Linked DNA regions of Mus musculus: region 2 is linked to region 1. Evidence: chromatin contacts called from public promoter capture Hi-C data. All regions are on one chromosome and are shown on one strand. Each heading gives the region's core, a stretch centred on a gene start, on an enhancer-like site or on the middle of the called end of the contact. The rest is flanking DNA. Distances are from core to core; before and after follow the strand shown.

Evidence for each region. Capture Hi-C pulls out chosen DNA fragments and counts their contacts.
Region 2: a promoter capture Hi-C map of pancreatic islet shows a contact between it and region 1. The contact joins the promoter of Zfp112 here to the promoter of Smg9 in region 1. A contact is called at or near these places in 4 of 39 promoter capture datasets (embryonic stem cells, liver and stem cell-derived epiblast-like cells) and 4 of 9 other capture datasets (adipose tissue, embryonic stem cells, liver and 1 more).

The regions. Positions count from the first base shown.
Region 1 is chr7:24,395,844-24,402,952 of GRCm38.p6, forward strand. Smg9 (smg-9 homolog, nonsense mediated mRNA decay factor (C. elegans)) reads left to right here and starts at 3,785. Exons shown (of 14, transcript NM_028047.2): 1 at 3,785-4,048.
Region 2 is chr7:24,109,164-24,116,272 of GRCm38.p6, forward strand. It overlaps Zfp112 (zinc finger protein 112), which reads left to right and starts at 3,157. Exons shown (of 5, transcript NM_021307.2): 1 at 3,157-3,273.

The sequences.
Region 1 (7,109 bases), core at 2,535-5,034:
GCTACGCAGTTTAGAATGTAAAAAAAGTAACGAGACCATTGAGAGAGGAGAGACAGAGAGATAGAGACAGACAGAGAGAGGCCCTCAGAGGCCTAAGTCCAGTTTGAGCTTCCACAAAGAGAAAAGGAGACATTCTGGGAGCAGAAACCCAGCTTAGTGTGCCCGTCCTGTCCACTGTCTCCCTGCACCATCATTCCCTCTTCAGAAAACCTCATTGTGGGGGTGAGGTGGCTCACACCTTAAAACCCAGCACCTCAGAAACACAGGCAGGCAGATCTCAGGAGTTCCAGGCTAGCTGGGGCTCCATAGTAGTTTCCGTGTGTCCCAGGGTTCCCCAAGACAGGAGCCTGGGGTCAGTACTTCCTCTAAATGCCAGCACTTAAATAAAGTTGACTCCCCTACCCTCTCTTATCTCCTAACTGTTTGCTTCTAACATCAGTCTTTTACCTGATCTATTTTGTGTTATTATTCAGTGAGAATAGTCTGTTTTCTTAGCTGTTTCAAATGTAGGATTTACTGTAACTGTAGTCACAATGTCAGACTCTGTGTGTGGGTGGGGGGTGCATGCATGTGAATCTGGATGAACATACCTGAGCACGCACACACTTGTGCACGCACACACCTGAGCACGCACACACCTGTGCACGCACACACCTGAGCACGCACACACCTGTGCACACAGCGATGCTTTGTGTCTTCTCCTATTGCTTGCCACCTCATTGCCTTGAGGCAGGCTATCTCACTAAAGGAGCTCACCCAGTTGGCAGCACCCAGGATATGTCTGCGTCCACCTCCCAACAAATGCTGTGACTCCAGTCCCACTGGATCTGATGCCCTTTCCTGCCCTCCACAGGAACCAGGCACACTCATGGTGCATTTACACACAAGCAGGCAAAACACATAAACACACAAAATAGTTTAATTAAAAAGATAATCCTCTCAAGCACATGTCATCAAGTATACACAGGAATGTTTATAAGAAGGAATATTCAGAGTGCGTATGCGTACAGCAGCAGAAAACTGTTAAGAGCCTGAGCTGCTAACTGCTAAGTTCAGTTCAGCTGGTTTCTGGGGAGGGTGACTGCTGACCCTCACGGAGAACTGCGAGAAGGGCATGCAGTGAGCCAAGCCTGCCTTTCGGGCCAGGCTCTGCTGCTCCCTAAGCATGGGGCCTTCAGGCGCATCTCCTGTCTTCTTATCATCTTTCTGCATCTGTTAAGTGAGGGAGGAGGCTTTATCGAGAGATAGAAGTTACAGGGAAGCAGAGCCTGGTGCCGGTGGCCCAAGGACAATGCCAAATCCCTCCTCTGCCCACTTTGCGGCATGTATGCAGATGAGTGCACTCACCCGTATGTGCATGAGGAGGCCAGAGGTCGATATTAGTGTCTCTCTATATATGTATGTGTGTGTGTGATGTATACATGATGATGTATATATTTAACATGTATGCTTTGTGTATATATATAAATATATATTATATGTATATATAGTATATATACTATATATATGTGTGTATATATATATATATATATATATATATATATAACATGCATGCTGTGCCTCGGGAGGACAGAAGAGGCCTCTTATGGAGGAAGTTCAAGGGGAATTTACTGAGACTCAGTCTCACAAATAAAATAAAATAAAATAAAATAAAATAAAATAAAATAAAATAGAGATGGTTCAGTAGTCAACAGCACTGGCTGCTCTTACAGAGGACAGGGGTTCAATTCCCAGCACCCACATGGCAGCTCTCAACCTTCTGTTGCTCTAGTTCCAGGGGATCCAACACTCTCTTCTGGCCTTGGCAGCCACCAGGCAGGCACGTGGTGCTCAATCATACTTACAAAGCACTCATACATATAAAAGAAAATGAAATCTTTAAAACATGTAAGCGGAGGGCTGGGCTAAGGCTCTGTGGTAGGGAGCTTAACAAGCCTACTTAAATTCAGTCCCCAATACCCTACCTCAAATGTATGAATGCTGAAACCTTAACTAAAGGCCCAGTGAGGTGGCCTGCTGGGTAAAGGCGCTTGGGACCCATGGGATAGAAGGACAGTGCTGATTCTTGCTGACTCCTCTGGCATCCAAATGTGCATTGCTGCATGTGTGCGCACACATCCTAGAGGGCACACATCCCGCTTATAACTCAGTGAATCTGGTGGCATTGAGCACTCTTCATAAACAGCCCTCCAACCAATCACTGCCCTGATGGTTACCTTGAATATGAAAAACTCGTGCTTTCTGTCTCCAGGCTTCAACAATAAAAAAATTCTTCACGGGCTGGAGAGAAGGCTCAGCGGTTAAGAGCACTGGCTGCTCTTCCAGAGGTCCTGAGTTCGATTCCCAGCAACCACATGGTGGCTCACAACCATCTGTAATGGGATCTGATGCCCTCTTCTGGTGTGTCTGATGACAGCTACAGTGTACTCACTATATATATATCCATCCTTTATAAGCTGGCCATGTGGCCCAGGCAGCAGTGTGCTTACCTAGCATGCATAACATGCATGGGGCTCTAGGTTTAATCCCGTGGAGTGTGCCTCTATCAGCACTCCAAGGAACATTTTTTTTTTTTTCAAATTTGAAAGAAAAGCCGAAGGGAAGGCAAACTTTAAGTCTTGGCAGCTAGGTGCCCATAGGAGAACAGAGAAGAGCTTGGCGGGGGCATGGAGGGAGGCGATGCTGTTTGAGTTAGGCTGACATGGAGATCAGCTCTGGGGACAAGCACGCATGTGTGCTTGTGTCTTGAAATGCAGATCAGTGGTAGAGCACATCCTACATAGCAAGGCCCTCTCTCTTTTCTCAGTACAGAAGAGAATGGGAGAGAATAACGAAAAGCCGAGGGGGTGGGGAGAGCCCAGCAGTCCTGAGGCCAAGGCAGGTGGGTTTCTTTGAGTTCTAGACCAGCCTGGTCTACACAGTAAGACCCCACCTCAAAACAAGAGAGCTGCCTTTAATCCCAGCACTTGGGAGGCAGAGGCAGGCGGATTTCTGAGTTTGAGACCAGCCTGGTCTACAGAGTGAGTTCCAGGACAGCCAGGGCTATACAGAGAAACCCTGTCTCAAAACAAACAAACAAACAAACAAACAAACAAACAAATAACCAAGAGAGCTGATTGTGGCGGCACACACAGGTAGGTTATGCTGAAGAGGCAGACACAGGAGGGTAAGTTTGAGGTCAGGCTGATGGACTCACGGTTTTTTTTCTTTAAGAAAGGAAAAGCAATAGGGGAGGTGGAACTTCTGCCTCTCAGCTGTCTTTCCATTGGGTGACTGCACCCTCTGCCCAGTGGCCTTCCAGCTGCTTCAGGCTGTGCCCCTAGTCCTTTGAATGTTTGCCCCTTCTGTAGCCCTGCGATCCGCCCACTTCTGCCGCCCACCTCGTGCCACAGGTCCAAGCCTAGACCTTTCTCTACAGATGTTCTGTCTTGGAGGAGCTGGGCTCTTCCTTAAAGTCCTTCAAGATCGCTTCTTGCAGCCAGCTGAATCAGTCTTGTGCTTGCTCAGATAAGGACGTTAATTCCTCCCTTCCGCCGTACCCTACCCCGATCGGTCTGACAACACTACAGAAGACCCGGGATTCGAACTCGAAATCTCCAGAGCTGCCCACCCAGCCAAACAGCAGGCCCGCCCAGAGAAACAATGCGCACGCGCCTTCTCAGCAGCAACATACTCCCTCGCCCCTCCGTAATCCGCATGCGTGCTGAAGCCAGCCACCTCCATTCACGCATGCTCAGTCTAACGCGCACGTTGGGTTCGCTTGCGCGCCCAGCCCGCGGCGCATGCGCCGAGCTAGCAGCGCAGGCCGTGACTCGTTGGGCTGCGTACTGTGGCTTCCTCTTCTTCCTCCTCTGGGAGCTTCCGGGACGCCAAGGCCTGTTCCGGAATAGCCGGCACCCGTTTTCTCGGCCTCTCTCATTCTCTGGCTTGTGACCTTCCGGCACCATTTACACGGCAGGTGGCTGTGGAGGACCTTCCCCGCCCACGCTGCACTCCCGTCACTCAGAGCGCGCGCTGCGACCCAGGAACTAATCAGCAGCTGCCCTAGGTAAGGGGAAGGGGGGACGCCCCGAGCCTGGGAGAGGCAGGCGCGCCGACGGGGCGGGGTTGGGGGTGGGGCGTATTCAAGCCCCGCCCCCGCCCTGCCGTTAAAAGGTCGCTGGGCGGCTGGCCAATGGGAGTAGGAACGTGAAGGTCTCGGAATTGCGGCGCCGTTAGCTGGAGGTACAAATAAATTAATAGAAACTATAGCCACTGTAAAGTGTCCCTGTAGTGCTGGTACGAGCCTTCTAACAGTATCGGGAGGAAATTTCTGGACACAGTCCCAAAGAAGCCGACATACACCTAGGGCCACCTTCCATGGAAATTGGATTTTGAGGTTCTTCATGCCTGAGTATTGGAAGGAGGCTCCATATAAGACTGCAAGTAGGGGCTGGAGAGATGGCTCAGAGGTTAAGAGCACTGACTGCTCTCCCATAGGTCCTGAGTTCAATTCTCAGCCACCACATGGTGGATCACAACCACCTGTAATGGGATCTGATGCACATTCTACTGGTGTGTATCTGAAGACAGCTACAGTGTACTCATATAAATAAATACATAAATAATATTTTTAAAAAGGGGGGCTAGAGAGATGGTTCAGCGGTTAAGAGCACTGACTGCTCTTCCAGAGATCATGAGTTCAAATCCCAGCAACCACATGGTGGCTCACAACCATCCGTAATGAGATCAGATGCCCTCTTCTGGTGTGTCTGAAGACAGCTACAGTGTACTTATATATTATAATAAATCTTAAAAAAAAAAAAAAAAAGACTGCAAGTAGACTAGGAAGCACTTAGAAAAATACGTGAATAGAACTGGACAAGGCGGCTCACACATGTAATTCCAGTAGTGTGGAGCCAGAAACAGGAGGGTCGCCATGAGTTTGAGACCAGCCTGAACTGCAGAGCAGGACCCTGTTTGAGAGGGAGAGGTGAGGAGGAGGAGGAAACAGTATTAAGTTGTGGAATGCACCATGCCTCAAGAGAAAAGGCATTAGAACAGTTAAGAATTGGGGGTCTCCTGGAAATTCTTGCAAAGCAACTTGTCAATTCTGGAAGATTCTCCAAAGAGGTGCTTCACATGTAGGTGGGAAGATAGCTCAGTGTGTGAAGTGCTTGTTTGCAAGCATGAAGACCCAGGTTTGATCCCCAGCAACCACATAAAAAGTGGAGCCTGGCGGCACGATCTTGTCATCCCAGTGCTGCGGAGGCAAGACTGGCAGATGTGCAGAGCTCCTTGCCCAGGCAAAAACAGTGTGGGGCTGTCAGGATGGTTGTATCAGGTAACGGGGCCACCACAAGGCCAAAGAATTGACTTCCATCCCTGCGGCCTACAGGATGGAAAGAGAAAATGGTCTCTCGGAAGTTGTCACCTGGCCTCCACAAATGTGATATGGCTCTGTGCCTGCTTGCACGCAGGCATGTGTATGTGTGTGTCTCACACACACAAGAAACCCAGAAGCTCCCACCCCAACATTATGCAGATTAGACTTCATTTCTGTGAGGTCAGGAATACCAGCTTAGTAGTTTATGCAGAGCTCTTCCTGGAGAACCCTAGAAACAGCATTGCAGGTCCCAGCTTGCAGGCAGATGGTGTCTCAGGTTCTGGATCGTTCCCCACAAGACCTGATGAGTAGAGTCAACTAGTGATTCCAGAGCAGTGTGCAGAGGGACACTTCACTTGCCTGAAAGGAGGGTGGGTGGTCCCAGTGAACGTCACTTCACTGTGAGGACAGGATCTCCATGGGGGCAGGGGATTAGACTCTGAAGCACTGGGGAGGTCGTCAGGATAATAGGGGAGCAGACAGTTAATTGTGGGGAGGAAGGAGTCCCAGTCTGTGGGGAGAGGGCCTTAGACGGTAAACAGTCATTTATGACCTGACTCATTCCAGCAAGCATCTGTTAGCAGGTCCTTGCCCTCCTTGGTCAGTCGAGTTTGTGGCTGTGGAGAGGTCACTCGGGCCTGAGAGGGGCTAGACAAGCCCCCACACGGCCAGCAAAAGTGCCTCGTCTGTCAGTTCCAGAGTGTGTCACGGGGGCCGGTTGATGTCATTGAGGCCTGGGGTGACGTGGGGAAGGGTTTGAGGGAACCCAGTGTGACTGCCAGACGCTGGGTTTGTAGGTCCTAGGGGGTCACACTGTCTCCACCTCTACTGCTGCTGCTCACAGAAGCCAGCCATAGCCACTCTGTCACTGTGAGGCCAGATTTCAATGAGCCCCTGTGTTTGGAAACAGGAAGATTGCAGATCTGCTCTGCAGGCCACAGTTTGCCAACCTAACCTCTGGAGCCAGAGCAGGCAGCCCCGTAGTGTCCTGTGGGCAGCTGAGCACTCAGGGGTGTCCCTAGAGCACATTCTCTTGTAAAGACCCCAAGACACTTTCCCCGGGGGCCTGGAAACCAATAACACCAGAGGTGGAGAGTGGGTTGCATAGTCCAACAGTCCAGAACATGTTGGTCCACATGTTCTGAAAGTAGGTCTACAGGAACCTAGTGGAACCAGGTAGATAAAAGGGCCCGTGGGAGTGAGCCCCAACATTGTCACCACACATGAATGGGTGATCGAGAGTCCTTCAACAGGGGGACTTGTTGCCTATGGGAAGGAGACTGTCTCGTTTCTATGTGACTGTGCTCCTGTAAGTTATACTCCTGTTGGACCACTTCAATAGTTGCAAATAGCTTTGGTCCCAAAAGAGAGACATAGATTTGTTTCTCACTGGCTTCAGAGGTAGGCAGTGTAAGGTTATCTGGGGACTACCAACACCCTGTGTCTTGTTTTACCATGATTTCCACTAAGTTGCCTTGAAAGTCGGGGTAGCTGCCTTTTAGCCAAGAGGCGGAAGAGGCAAAAGACATGTACCTGTTTCTGTAAAGGGAAGTTTCTGAATGCTTCCAAGCCACCCTTCTGTTGCCACACCATTTGGCACACCTAATTGCAAAAACAGCTTGAGAAGTGTGTTCTGGGTGCTGTGTGTTAACCTCACCAGAATGGAAGAAGTCAGCATAAACAGGAGGCCACTGGCAGCCGGCTGCCGCCACAGCCACACAGCTCCAGTTGCGGCTGTTTGTTC
Region 2 (7,109 bases), core at 1,907-4,406, 290 kb before region 1:
ATGGTTTCTGCAAGACATAGTCTACCTAGTGAAAACCATGCCCTGTAACTTAGACGTGAATTCCCCGAAGTAGGGGAAAGAAGCTGAGAGTACTACCTGCTAAAGGTACGAGATGACTCTAGAGAAGTGGTTCTCAACCTGTGAGTCGTGACCTCCATCAGGGGAGGGGAGTTACCTCTGACTATTGGAAAACACATTTATGACTCATAATAGTGAAGTTATAAAGTAGCAATGAAAATGGTTTACCCCAATCTATTTTTCTAACTGCTGGCCTGGCTATGTCCCCAGTAGTATACCACAAATACTTGCTGTTTCTCCTGACCATGTGCTCATGATCCATCTCCTTTCCTTCTCACCCCTCCTCCCCATCCCACCCGTGTCCACTCTTTATCTCTCCTTTGCAACCTCCAACCAGGTAACTGAGAATCCACCTACCTCTCATCCCTCCAGTAGTTGGCTGTGCCATTTCTATTTAACCAATAGTTTTAAATTAGGGAACAAGGCTTGCACAACAAAAGCTGGTAAACGTGAGGACTCACTCATAAGCAACCAGACCTTCAGGTACAGAATTTAGTATTACAATTCATAGCAACAGACCAAACCTCAACAGTTGGGAGGTCACCAGAAAAAGAACATGAGGGGTTGTATTAGAAAAGTTGAGAACCACTGCCTTAAAGAGCCCTCTGACAGAATTTAGTATACCTGGCAGTGAGGGACATTCTGAACTGGGCTGTGTCCAGAAGCAGGATCATTCTGAATTCAGATAAGAAAACAGCAAAGGTTCTCCACACTTTGACTTTGTTGAAGGCTTGAAAGTCTGGGATAAAATAGACTTTGCTGCCCACCCCACTAATTTATAGATACAAAACCAGCGTTAGAAAGAAGAACTTATGTTGGGTTGGTTTGTCTGGGTTTTGGTCATTCTTTGATTCAGAATCTCCCTGTAGCCATGGGTGGTTTGGAACTCACCATGTAGATCAGGTTGGATTTGAACTCACAGAGGTCTGCCTGACTCAGCCTTCCAAGTGCTGGGCTTAAAAGTGTGTACCCCGCCGGGTGGTGGTGGCACACACCTTTAATCCCAGCACTTGGGAAGCAGAAGCAGGCAGATTTCTGAGTTCGAGGCCAGCCTGATCTACAGAGTGAGTTCCAGGACAGCCAAGGCTATACAGAGAAACCCTGTCTCGAGAAAAAAAAAAAAAAAAAGTGTGTGTGCCCCCCAACATCTGCTTAAGTGTATGAATTTCAGTGGTCACTTGAAATCTTGAAGGAACCATGCTGGTATAAATTAATATGAAGTGGAAATGGCTACAAGTTAGACCTCTGAATACGTCAAGGTTTGGTTGAGCAAAGGAAATTGTTTAGTAAATGCTGAAAATGGTTGTTTGGCAGTGGAATTGATGAAAGTTTAAAGACTTTGGAGGATCTAAGTGACTGTGGGTATATGCCCATGTGCATCTGGTTTTGGCTATTTAGCCTTGTTAAATGTATAAATAACCCATATGTCTTGCCACAGTTACTAGGTAATAGTTGATGGGTCCCAAGAGTTATACTATAAAATAGATTACTGATTAAGCAAATGGTTGAGTAATTTCTATCATTTGCTAAATAGCTTTATTTTGAACTGGTGAGATGGCTCAGCAGCTAAGGATGTTTGCTTTCAGTCCTGACCATCTGATTTTGATCCCCATGACCCACATGGTGGGAGAGAAAGAACTGACTTTTGCAAGCTGCCCTCTGTCTTCCACATACATGCAAATTCATACACATAAATCCTTTTTGAAAATCCAAACTTAGGTTGTTGATGGGCTCACTCTGCTGTTAAAAGCACGCACCACTTTTGTAGAGGACCCGGCACCCACGTCAGTTGGCTAACGGGTTTGTAAAGTCAAGTTATGGGGGAGGGAGGTGGGAAACAGACGTCCTCTTCTAGTTTTCTTGGGCACTACACGCAATGGTGCATATACATGTGCCCAAGCACACATGTGCACACACGCACACATACATTAAATATTTAAAATTATTAATTCAGTTCCTTTGTACTTGATTTACCTTTTTCTGCATTCCTGCTTCCATGCTTTTTATAGAATTGCTTCTTGAACTGGGTGGGGATTAGTTACGTTGAGTTTGTCCTAGTGTCACGTTTGAAAAGCTTTTCTTTTCCAAGATTTTTATAAAGACAGTGGAGGTTGGAGAGCTGAAGGTGAATAGTGATAATCAGCAGAATTAAATAAGGGGAATCCCATCCCATAATCAGCCTCCAAACCCTGACACCATTGCATAAACTAGCAAGATTTTGCTGAAAGGACCCTAATATAGCTGTCTCTTGTGAGACTATGCCGGGGCCTAGCAAACACAGAAGTGGATGCTCACAATCAGCTATTGGATGGATCACAGGGCTCCCAATGGAGGAGCTAGAGAAAGTAGCCAAGGAGCTAAAGGGATCTGCAACCCTATAGGTGGAACAACATTATGAACTACCCAGTACCCCGGAGCTCTTGACTCTAGCTGCATATGTATCAAAAGATGGCCTAGTCGGCCATCACTGGAAAGAGAGGCCCATTGGACATGCAAACTTTATATGCCCCAGTACAGGGGAACTCCAGGGCCAAAAAGGGGGAGTGGGTGAGTAGGGGAGTGGGGGGAGGGGGACTTTTGGGATAGCATTGGAAATGTAAATGAGGAAAATGCCTAATAAAAAATATAAAAAATAATAATAATAATAATAAGGGGAATCCCTAAACTCAGGACTATGCAAATGATCTGGAAGGGAGGTCCGCTGGGGTTAAGGCAGGCCCTGCAGATCCCGTGAACTGTAGACCCAAGCAGTCCCTGACGTGCTCTGGGGAAAGCGCTGTTTATCCCAATCTTCCACAGAAAGCAGGGAAAGCATCGTGGTTCGAAGATTTTTGGCTTAGGGTATGCCAAGGACTTTCAAAAGTCTGAAGTCCGGTTTCCTTACTCCATGGCACTTCCGCTCGGGGAAGGCAAGGACTCTGAAAATTCTGGGAAATGTAGTTCATGACCCTCCCATCCCCGGGATGATAAGATAACTTCCGCTGCAGGTGGGGGGGGGGGGCTGAGAGGCCATCCTTCCGGTTGGGAAATGTAGTTTGGGAATCCTCAGTGTGCAAGATCCTCTGCAGGAGACTGCAGGAGACTGTTCTCCCCGCAACCTTCGGGAATTCTGGGAAGTGTAGTCCTGGCTGCCTATGCGGGAAGAGTCACTTCCGCCCCAGGTGTGTGAGGCCTTGTTCCGTTCCTTTCAGAAAGGTGAGCCCTCCCCTTTACTGACCCCTCCCGAGTGTGAGCGATCCTTTTCAGGTTGCCCTGGGTGATAGCCACCAGGCTTGTATCCTGGGTAAGGAAGTCTGCCTCGGAAAGGTAGAACGTGAACTTACTTTGGAAGAGCATGCCCGAGTGTGCTGCGATTGCACACACTGACTCAGGCCTGGCCCGGGGCTGTCAGTCACCTGGATGGAGGGTCTCCTGGGCGATGGGCACCCCCAGCCGCCTCCCTAGCTCTGGTCACGATGCCATCTCCCAGCAGTGGAGTTCAGACTCTCCATCTCTGCCTCCATGCTTTCCACCACGCCTTGGTACCTATCCAAGAGTGATCTAGAGTTTCCTGCAAGGCTCAAAACTGCTGACGCGCGGTAGGAAATGGGACATTTACTATCGGTGCTTTCCAATTTCAGAGAAGCTGGACGCTTTAGTGACCCACGGATGGTCTCAGAGCTCCTGCTGTAGGGTCTCTGGACCCAGCCTGTCCCCATTATCAAAGTCCTTAATGACTTGTTTTGTTTTTGTTGAGACAATCGTTCCCAGCTTTGTGTGCAGTGTCCACTGTGCCTTACGGGGGCCGGGAGAGGTGTTAGCTGAAGTCCGGTTTCTCCGAGCAAGTTGTCTTCTTAATCCTTTATATAAAAAGTGCTGCAGGGGAAAGAGGCATCAGAGAACGTGGTAGTGGTGCAGTCGTTTGAATGAGAAATGACCCCGTAGGGTCCAACCTTTGGATGCCAGGTCCACAGTTTAGAGGGCGGGGTGCTGTTTCTGGAGGTTTGGCTGGTGTGGCCTTGCTGGAGAAATACGTCATGGGGCGGGGTCAGCCTCCAAGGTGTTTGCTCGCTATGCTTGAGTTTCAGAAGGGAGCTCTCAGCTTCTTGCTCCTGTTGACAAGTCTGCCACCTGCCATGCTGTCCCTACTATTATGGAACTGAAAGCCAAAATAAACGCTTTCTTCCACACCTTATTCATGGTGTTTGATCACAGCAACAAAAAGTAACTAATACACAGGGGTAGACCTTAGCATCCTTCTGTCAATCTGTCTGTTCTGAGGAGTGAGGCTCTCTTTACTCATTAGCAGATCCACTTATGAAGTTACCCTAATATTTTTTAATTAATTCTGGACGGGATAGAGAAATGCTTGGACATAAAGAATAAGTATGAAATATAAACATTTAAAACTAAATGCTGTACGGGTTCTATCCAAATTAATAAATATAACTCTTAAAAGAGCTTTATTGGATGTGGAGTCATCATTATTTTTATCACTTCTATTTAAGGAAAAAAATAAAATTTGTTTTTTAGAACATAGGTTAAAAATTTACTGATTGTACCAAAAAATATAAAATTATTATCATTATATCCTGTGTTCCTAGGTAATTATATTTCTTTATAGTCTACTTATTTTCTTAATCGTATACGCTACAGTTACTTCTACAATCATATTTGCAGATAACACTACAGAATCATTTTTTACAATCGTATTTGCACTAGCCATACTGAAATGGCTCAGCCTGCAAAGGCACTTGCCACCAAGCCTGACGTCCTGAATTTGATCCTTAGGACTCATATGGTGGAAGAAGAGAATTGTTGTAGATACACACACCCACAAATAAATAGATTTAAAAAAAAAAAAAAAACAGTGGAATTGGGAATGGAGAGGTGATTAACAATCAGCATTGTTTCTGCTTGCAGAGGCCCCAGGTTCGAGTCCCAGAACCCACAGGTGACTCGTAGCTACCTGTAACTCCAGTTCCCAGGGAGCTAGACAAGCAGGCAGATACTTAAAAGTAAATAAAAATTAATATATATAGTGCACTGTTGAAGTCCTCAACCTGTATATTAAAACAAAACAAACAAACAAACAAAACAAACAACAACAACAAAACCCAAACATGTGCCTGGCCCTAGGTTCAATCCCCAGTCCTGTGTGAAAGAAAAAGCATAAAATGTATATCTTTCTTAGGTAGAGATTTTATTATCTATAGCAGAGCACATACACCACCACCACCACCCCCAAAAAAAAAGACTTCTGGATTTCACAAGCAGTATTAAAATGGTGATAGTAAACATGCCGGGGGCCCTAGAAACGGCTCCAGGTAAAGGAGCCTGCTGCCAAGCCTGCTGCCCCGAGTTCAATCCCCAAGACCCACGTGGTGAAAGGAGGGAACCACCTCCCATACACATGCTGTATGTATGTGTGTAAGTGTGTATGTGGCCAGGTAGTAAGTAAATACAATTTAACTTTAGCTGAGTGGTAGTAGCACACACCTTTAATCCCAGCACTCAGGAGGCAGAGGCAGGTGGATCTCTGACTTCAAGGCCAGCCTGGTCTACAGGGAAAGTTTCAGGACAGCCAGGGCTACACAGAGAAACCCTGTCTTGAAAAAAAACAGAACAAAAAACTTCTTTCAGTTTTAACAAACTAAAACACTGTGAAAAGTAAGACATGTTTGTTGCAATGCAAGATCAACAGCTAAGCAGAAACAGAAATTCTGGAGCTAGAGTAAGAAGTTAAGAGATAAAATGAGGGCTGGACAGACGGCTCAGAGGTTAAGGAGCACTGACTGCTCTTCCGAAGGTCCTGAGTTCAATTCCCGGCAACCACATGGTGGCTCACAGCCATCCATAATGAAATCTGACACCCTCTTCTGGAGTGTCTGAAGACAGCTACAGTGTACTTACATATAATAAATAAATCTTTAAAAAAAGAGAGAGAGAGATAAAATGAAGGAAATAGTAAAAATAAATAAATAATAGATTCCCTTAGTGAAGCAGTCAAGAAATGAGAGAAATAAAGTCAGGGAGGACAAATGGAACAGGAATACAGTGGTGGCCTGGACCCCATCCACATCAGCAGTTACTGGATGCAACTGTTAGGATAATACTCTGATAAACAGCAGCCTAAAAGAGAAAAAGATGTATTTCAACTTAGAGTTCCAGGTTATAGTCCATCATTGTGGGGAAGTCAGGAACTTGAAGCAGCTGATCCATCACACACAGAATCAAGAGCAGAGAGAAATGTATGCCTGCATGCATGCATGCTTGCTTGCTTGCTTGCTTGTGTTCAGCTTAGTTTCTCTACATTTGTCCAGTTCAGAACCCCTTGCCTAGGGAGCGGTGCCTCTTACAGTGGCCTGGGTCTTCCCATATCAAGTAGTTAAGACAATTCCACATAGATAATGCCCATGTACTAAGACAGATGATTCATTGTTGAGATTATGTTTCCAGGTGATTCTAGTTGATAATTAAAGCCATCTATCACACTAATAAATCAAATACATAGGTTAAAAAGATTACAGGTTGGCACTAGTCGTGGTGGCATACACCTTTTATTTCCAGTACTTGGAATAGGCAGGCAGATCTCTGAATTACAAACCAGCTTGGTCTACATGGTGAGTTCTAGGCCAGCCATAGTGAGACTTTGTCTCAAAACTAAACAAAATAAAAACCAACCAACCAATATATCAGTATATATTGTATATTGTATTATATATGTGCATGTGTGTGTGTCTGTATTGCACACTCTGAAACCCGTTCACTCTTAACATGAGGCATCTATCTGCACACATGTGCTCCACTATGTCTTCCTGACAGTTCTCCATGACAGAGCTCAAATACAGCTTCTCTGCTCATAAGTCATTTGTATCCCCGTATTTCGTTATAGACAAAGAGAAGAACCAACACAAAGGCGGAACACAGAGTGGTTTTGTTAGTATAAGGCACAGGAGACTCCAAGACTGTTGTCACCTGTGGCTGCCATTGCACAGTTTGCCCTGTTAGACATGACAATCCCAAAAGCATAATCACAGAACATCACATGA